2 separate regions of the Mus musculus genome follow, and region 2 is linked to region 1. A link is a contact called in public Hi-C data. All regions are on one chromosome and are shown on one strand. The core of a region is the stretch at or near the end of the contact, and the rest is flanking DNA. Distances in the headings are between cores, read along the strand shown. Region 1 overlaps Zbtb20 (zinc finger and BTB domain containing 20). Region 2 overlaps Drd3 (dopamine receptor D3).

Region 1 (3,390 bases), core at 620-3,119:
GTACCCAGCAAGGTCTGGATTGTTGTCTAAGAATACAAACAACTTTTCCTTGAACATGCTATGTGAGCTCTACAAGGAGTGGCTATTCCTTACATTTGCTGTTCTTTCATGTTTAGAGTTATCTTTAATTCTTCTAAGGTATTCTCCCCTTATTCTAGTCACCTATTAGTGTTAATAGTTCTTTACTGCAATGTGTTTTTTCTCTTCCGATGGAACCTGCTTCATACACTCCGAAGTAACATTAAAATGATCTGTGATGCTTAGGGTTGGAGGAAGTCCATATGTCCTCACAGGTCAGACTAAGATTGGACCTGGATATTAGATGAACAAAATGTTTTGAGAATTTAGTTAGCTAGAAAGGCAGCAAACGGTGATGCTATAAACACTGTCTGACCATATGACTTTACTGATCTACACTTTAAAGGATTTTACTCTAGTTCTCAGTGAATTTGTTATTAAAAAATAAAAATCTGGATTAATTTGTTGACCTTGGAAAATGTGTCAAAATCCAATATTATATAATGTGAATTTATAAATTATTAATGATAGCTATTATTTATTGAGAATTCAGTAATCTTCAGCAGTTAAATTTATTGGATCCATATAGCAATACAGATGTATACTTTGACTCTCTCTTGAAATAGAAAAAGAGATTGGCCTCACAGGTGATATATCTAGCAAATTTCAAACAAACAAACAAAAAATTTAACCTAGAACTTTCTGTGAGCCACAGCTTGTCAAAACCACTCCGCTTCCAAAAGCCAATCATAAGTTACCTTGGAAAACAAATAGGGTATTTTCAGTCTCTCAGTCAGAGATTTGGAGAAGAGCTACCACAAGAATCTGCAACATGTTTAGCAGCACACCCTGAGATACTGCCTGTACCATCAACCTGTTACTTAACCAGATATGGATAAACTAAGTGAACTCTGGAGATGAAATTCCCAGAACCTAAGTGTTAACAGAGTATCTAAAATGTAGCAGCCTTTATTCTGAGCTGAGTTGAAGGCAGATGAAATATTAACAGCAAGTTCTAGCAGCAGAAAATGAAATATGAGATCCTGTATCAGAAATTATTAGTAACCTGTTAAAAGAAATGCTGAAAAATGGCAGTTACCAAATTAAAACTGGGAAACAGAGCCCAAATGGGAAATTTCAAAAAGTTTGGAGGAAAATAAATGACAGATTGTCCTCTTGGCTCTTATTACTATGCCATCCTAAATCCTACTTGGCAATGGATGGTGGAGGTGAAATAAGAGCGGCATCCCTGCCAGCGTTGGTCCTCAGATTTGTAGTCCTAAGTGTCTGTGATGGTGTCTGGGGCTGACTGGAAACGTAGTTGGGAGTTGATAGCATTTGAGCTTTATCTAAATTGAAGAGCCTGGAGACTCTTATTATGAAAGGCTTCCTCTCATTTGTGAATTGGCCCCTTTGCTCCACTTTGGATGGCTGGCTTCCTCCATGCAGAGCTATACTAAATGTTCTACATGGGAAAGCTATTCTCCTTAAATGCCTTCAAATTTAAAGCATCTATCTGAATATGTTCATGTTTATGACTCAAAATATCTAACATCAAAAAGAAAGAGGGGGTACAAATAGAAAATGCCCAGCAGTAAATGAAGGAGATATTTTTCCTTCAGTAACTGAAAAAGAAAAATTATTTTATGCAGAGTTGTTGAGCATTTGATGCCAGAGGGGAGAAAAAGGGAAATGAGCTATAGAACCATAGAATCTTACTGTTGGCAGAAACAGCAGAGTTCATGCAGTCCTACCCTATCATTTTTCAATGAAGAAACTGAGACATGGGGAGTTAAGGGACTTGACTTGCCCAAGATACAGAGTTGTTTACTGACAGCCATGCCAAAAATATTTCCCAACTCCCCACACAGAACTCTGTATTTCAGCATGCTGCTACCACTCTCTGCTGAAAATTAACACCAATACAGCCCAAACACAGAGGAGTTCAGTGTCTGTGGAGACCAGGAGACGGATGATTTCAAGGTAGAAATCAGGATGGGAAAAGAACAGAGAAAGGATGACTGTCCGTTGTGACTCCTCACACAAGCTTTTCAAGCCATTTGCTGTGGGCTTACTGTCCCCTACCTCTCCACCAAATAGAATGAAGAAGAAAATAAACTTTTTGTAATATCTAAAGTTTGCATGTGTTCAAATCTGATTTGCCCAGGGAATTGTGCGTACATGCTGTGTCCGGATGTAGAGTGGTTTGTAGGTGGCACGCTTACTGTACCCTGCTATTTTCTTCAGCCTGATACAGTTTCTCTAACTCAGAAATGCTTCCCTGAAATCTCAAGTTAGTTTCAGGACAAGGATGGTTCCTATCCATGGCACACATCTAAGAATGACAAATAACTTTAAGATGTAAGAATTATCTTCTCTTAATCTTCATACAGAATTGAAATATTGTAGAACTTTAGCTCAGTTTCAAGATTTGGATGAAATAATTTCTGTTTTGTAACCATATGAGTAAGTGATAGTAAACCAGTCCAGATAACACAGTGAAAAGGACTCCATGGGCTCCCCTTGCAGGCCAGTCCAACAACCTTCTTCACAATAGAGCGACCAGAGATGAGAGCCTCGGCCACATGATGAAAAGTGCAGATGGAGGGCTTTGCATGAAAACCGATTATGTGCGAGAGGGCTCAGGAGAGGATCGGGGTGGAATTGGAAAGGAGCGGCCACTGAAACAGGAGAAGAAGATATGCTTGACCAGGTCTAGTAAAATATTCCCTGCCACAACCACTGTTCCATGAAGAGACTGAGCCAAGAGGCCTAAATAAACTAACCTGGGGGTCAGTGTTACCATTAATGTGGGAGGCATCATGGAGAGCACATCCGGACTTGTGTTACACAGTAATCACTGCTGGGTGTCAGCATTCATCAGCCAGATGGTCAGACCCACAATTAATCAATTAGGCTGGGACAATCAACTGGACTAAGTTTTCCCCTTTGGTAAAACAGCCTCATCATGTGGTCAAGGCCAATAGCACTTTTATCCTGTTGCTTTTGGAGTAGCTTCTAAAAATTCCCTCATTTTTTTTTTTCTTTTGGCCTCTGGTTACTAGACACTGTCAGGCTCCCAGTTCCTTTGATAACATGGATTCCCCAATCAAGGTTTTCACATAATAGATCATCAGCATCCCCCGTATTCACATTGTAACACTGAAAATCCCACATGAAAACAAGCTCTTCAAAGCAGCATGGTAAGCCCTACATCCAACTGATCTCCTGTAGTATTTCTTCTGGTTCTACTCAATCTGGTGGGACACCAATGGCAGAGCTTCTCTGACTGGGCACATAAGGGTGATAAGTGATGCTAGTGATAATAGTAGTTTCTGGTGTATTCGGCGTCAGACAGACATACCATGACAA
Region 2 (3,390 bases), core at 274-2,773, 440 kb after region 1:
TTCAGCTGGACAGTCATGATATTAAGACCTTAATGAGCGATCGGCCACGTCGACCGAGAATCAGAGGGCGCTCCATGTGTGCTGAAGGTCCTGCTGTCCCTCGTCACAAGTCCCAAGCTAGACCCTGATCTTCCAGAGATTTAGACAGTCCCCCATTCTTGACAAAAGTTAGGGAAGGTCACCTGTGAAGGTCACGCCTGCAGCGCACCACTAGAAGTATAATTTCCTGTTATCCTAATTTGTGTGAATGCACAGGCAACAAAAACAAATATAGCTATCATTTATAAACAGTCCAGCAAAGTAGGTACATTGTCCCATTACATGTGCACATGTCAGTGGGCGTATGCGTATGTACACACACACACACACACACGGGTGGGGTGACTAGAATCACAAAGCTATTAGGTAATAGATGAATGGAACCAAAAGTCACTGCCCATCTTTTTATTTCCCCAGGGCTGGGGATGGAACCTACCACTTAGAATGTGCTAACCTTTGCATTCTTCCATGGAGAGACAGCTCCAGGGTTATGTTAGCTCAAGCCACCAACACAAGTCTGTGATCCTCCTGCCTCCACCTTCACCCCCTGAATGCTGACCTTGTAGGCATGTGCCACCAAGCCAGCTTGTGCAGCCAATATCTCCTACAATAAACTGCCCTGGAGCCTCACCCTGGGGCCCCTAGCTGTTAAGTCACACTGCCAAGTTCAGTATCTAAGCCTTACAGCAAAGCGACTCTAGGCTGTTTGGTTCCTTGTGCCCGTTTAACATCAACAACTACCCCAGCCCTTCAACAGTGGCTCACACAAGAAAGTTCTCGACACTTGTCTGATAAATAAATTTAATGTGCACTGCCTGACAACCAGGAGGGGGAAAAAATCACAATCATAAAACCTAAAGTCACACAGAACAATCATGAATCTCTTAGGCTAGCCCAATAATGATGGCGATACAGTAAGAACTGCCTTTTGGATTTTAAGTTGTATTAAAAAACAAACAAACAAACAAAAAACTTCACAAATGTAATCTCATTCAATAGCTGTGAACAGTTCTGTTAGACAGAAAATTTGAGTCAGAAAACTCCAGCCGCGGGCCTCACTGTCTGACAAGCTAGCTGCAAAGCTGGATTTCAGCCCTAGGGCTTTACCAGAGCGAACATTGACTGCACTCGGGTCGGCTGAGTACTCTACAGGAGAGAGGGCCGAAAGAACTAGATGCTGCAACACAAAGAAGGGAGTGGGACTGGGAACACCTCCAAGGGAGGTGGCCCTAGCCAGGGTTCCTTCTCCAGCCAAGCCGCGCCAAGCCAAGCCTGACCCAGCGCCTCCGCGGTTGGCCTTGAGCAAATCGCTCAGAGAGGAAACCAGAGGCTAAACAAGTCTCGCAGGGTGAGAATGCGGGGTCCTCGCAGGGCTCCAGGAACTAAGTGGGGAGGTTTTCCGGCTCTGCCTCCCCACAGAGCCTGGAGAGCCCCCAGGTGAGTCGTGAACTTCTCACCCCGGCAGAGCTGGCGAAGTTCTTGCTGCATTTTGGTGCCCTCCAATGGTGGATTTTGGAACAGCCTCGAGGTCTTAGCCACCCACCTATGACATGCTGGAGGGGGCCTCATTTATTCTAACGGCTTAATCATTTAAGAAGAAGAAGGGGGGAAAAAAAACATACTGTGACAATAAAAGACTGTAGTCTTGTCTCTCATCTCTTACCCCAAGTGAGCAAGAAGGTTTGACAGAAATTCTCCCTAATGCAGACTCTCTCAGACTTGTCTAATAAGATACATTAGATGTTAAAAATACACGTCTCTGGGTTTTACTTTAGAAGTACCTCATGGAAACCACTAGGGAAATAACTTGGGGACGTTCATTTTAACAGTACACCCCCACACTCTCCAACTCCCACCCCCACGTTCCCCACACCCTAACACGCTGGCAATTAGCAGAGTCAAGATACTTGGGGAGGTTCAGTTCTGAGCATTCACACTGGTCTCCCGAGTACAAACAAGTGGGATGCCAGCAAACCCATGTTTCCCTGCAGGGCTAAGACAGCTACATGTGCCTTGGACAGGGAATGGGGTCCTTGTCAAAGGCACTGGTCCTAGAGATGGGAGACCTGGCTCTGCAAGGACAACTCCAGTCTGAAACTTTAGATCTATCCTGCCTTCCCTGAAGTTCTGGCTCCTCTCATAAAAAGAGCTACGTTCAGTATAGTCTCTTGCTCATAGAAGTGATGGAGCCTCCAAAGAGCTGATGAGCATTAAAGTGTGTTTAAGACAGCATGCCATTCCCACTAGTGTGCTAGAACCATGCTGGTGAGAGCAATATTCCAGGAATGTTTCAAGTTGGTAATCAAGCCTTTGGTGGTGGCTTGACATGAGCAGTGGTGGGAGTATTTGCGCAACAAAAATTGATGCATGTTACAAATTGGGGCTTTGTGTGTGTGTGTGTGTGAGAGAGAGAGAGAGAGAGAGAGAGAGAGACAGAGAGACAGAGAGACAGAGACAGAGAGACAGAGAGAGACAGAGAGAGACAGAGAGAGCAAGAGAGGAAAAGAAAGAAAGAGGAAAAGAAAGAGAGAGGAAAAGAGAGAGAATTGTTAGCACATCACTGAATATTTAGCATGTCTGGATTCTTTTACCCGTTAATTTTTTTTTGCCCACACATTTTGGTGTGTGATGTTTTTGTTTATTTTCAGTTTTTATAATAACATTTTATATATAAAAAAGCTAGTATGAAAAACAAGGAGGACTTTGCCTACAGCAAGCCCAAGCCAAAGAACGTGGTTGCCATCTTCCCACTCTCCAGACTTCAGCTAGCTGTAGCAGTTCCTCCATGACAGCAGCAGGATTTAAGTCTCAGCCCCTCCTCCAAAGGCTCCTGGGGTCACCATGAAGTGACCCTAGTGACCACATTTGATTTGGAGCCCTAGCAGAAAAGAAGTCCTCAAACTGATAGGCCTGGAGGACCACCAGGTGGGGGTGTGCTGTGTAACTGCTCCAGAAGAAAAGAATGGGGCTACCATGGACCCCCTTGGAATCCATGGGGACTCAACAGACTTTAACTCAAGAACCCCATTTCTCCCTCTTCAGAAGGAAGCCACTCGCTCTCATCTCAAGACTCACAGCAGTCTTTATGCTGTTCTGTCAGGAACACAGGTGTTAATTCTTGGAAAGTAGCTACATAAGAGGCACAGGTGGAACACGGACATTGGACACACAGGGACAAACAGGGAACATCGCTCAACCTCTGCTCACCCAGCATGCATCTTGCTTTCCCTCAGCCCAAGCTTTGCGGTGTACAAGGCAGAGTAAGGAGGCTCCTGCCCTAAATCTGGCATCCTGCCTCCCCGGAAACCAAAAAGACAAAAATTGTCGCTCTATATTTAGACCCATATCTAA

The links. A called contact is a pair of places that touch in the nucleus more often than the background predicts.
Region 2: a contact with region 1 is called in a Hi-C map of muscle stem cells, with 4 times the contacts expected there. The contact joins two enhancer-like sites. A contact is called at or near these places in 3 of 484 Hi-C or Micro-C datasets (muscle stem cells, nephron progenitors and uterus), 3 of 115 datasets of contacts at active chromatin or transcription factors (astrocytes, cardiomyocytes and embryonic stem cells) and 1 of 9 other capture datasets (embryonic stem cells).

What each region holds. Positions count from the first base shown.
Region 1 is chr16:43,358,437-43,361,826 of GRCm38.p6, forward strand. All of the region lies in intron 4 of Zbtb20 (zinc finger and BTB domain containing 20), which reads left to right. The region is part of intron 1 of Gm9968 (predicted gene 9968); the gene reads right to left. Among named protein-coding and RNA genes, the nearest start is that of Gm9968, 3.5 kb to the right of the region's middle. Within about 2 kb of position 1,870, at least 14 of the 459 cell types and tissues checked have an H3K27ac peak or open chromatin away from gene starts, as enhancers often do. A contact at or near this core is called in muscle stem cells, where this site is marked.
Region 2 is chr16:43,800,693-43,804,082 of GRCm38.p6, forward strand. All of the region lies in intron 2 of Drd3 (dopamine receptor D3), which reads left to right. Among named protein-coding and RNA genes, the nearest start is that of Gm26074, 31 kb to the right of the region's middle. Within about 2 kb of position 1,524, at least 143 of the 459 cell types and tissues checked have an H3K27ac peak or open chromatin away from gene starts, as enhancers often do. A contact at or near this core is called in muscle stem cells, where this site is marked.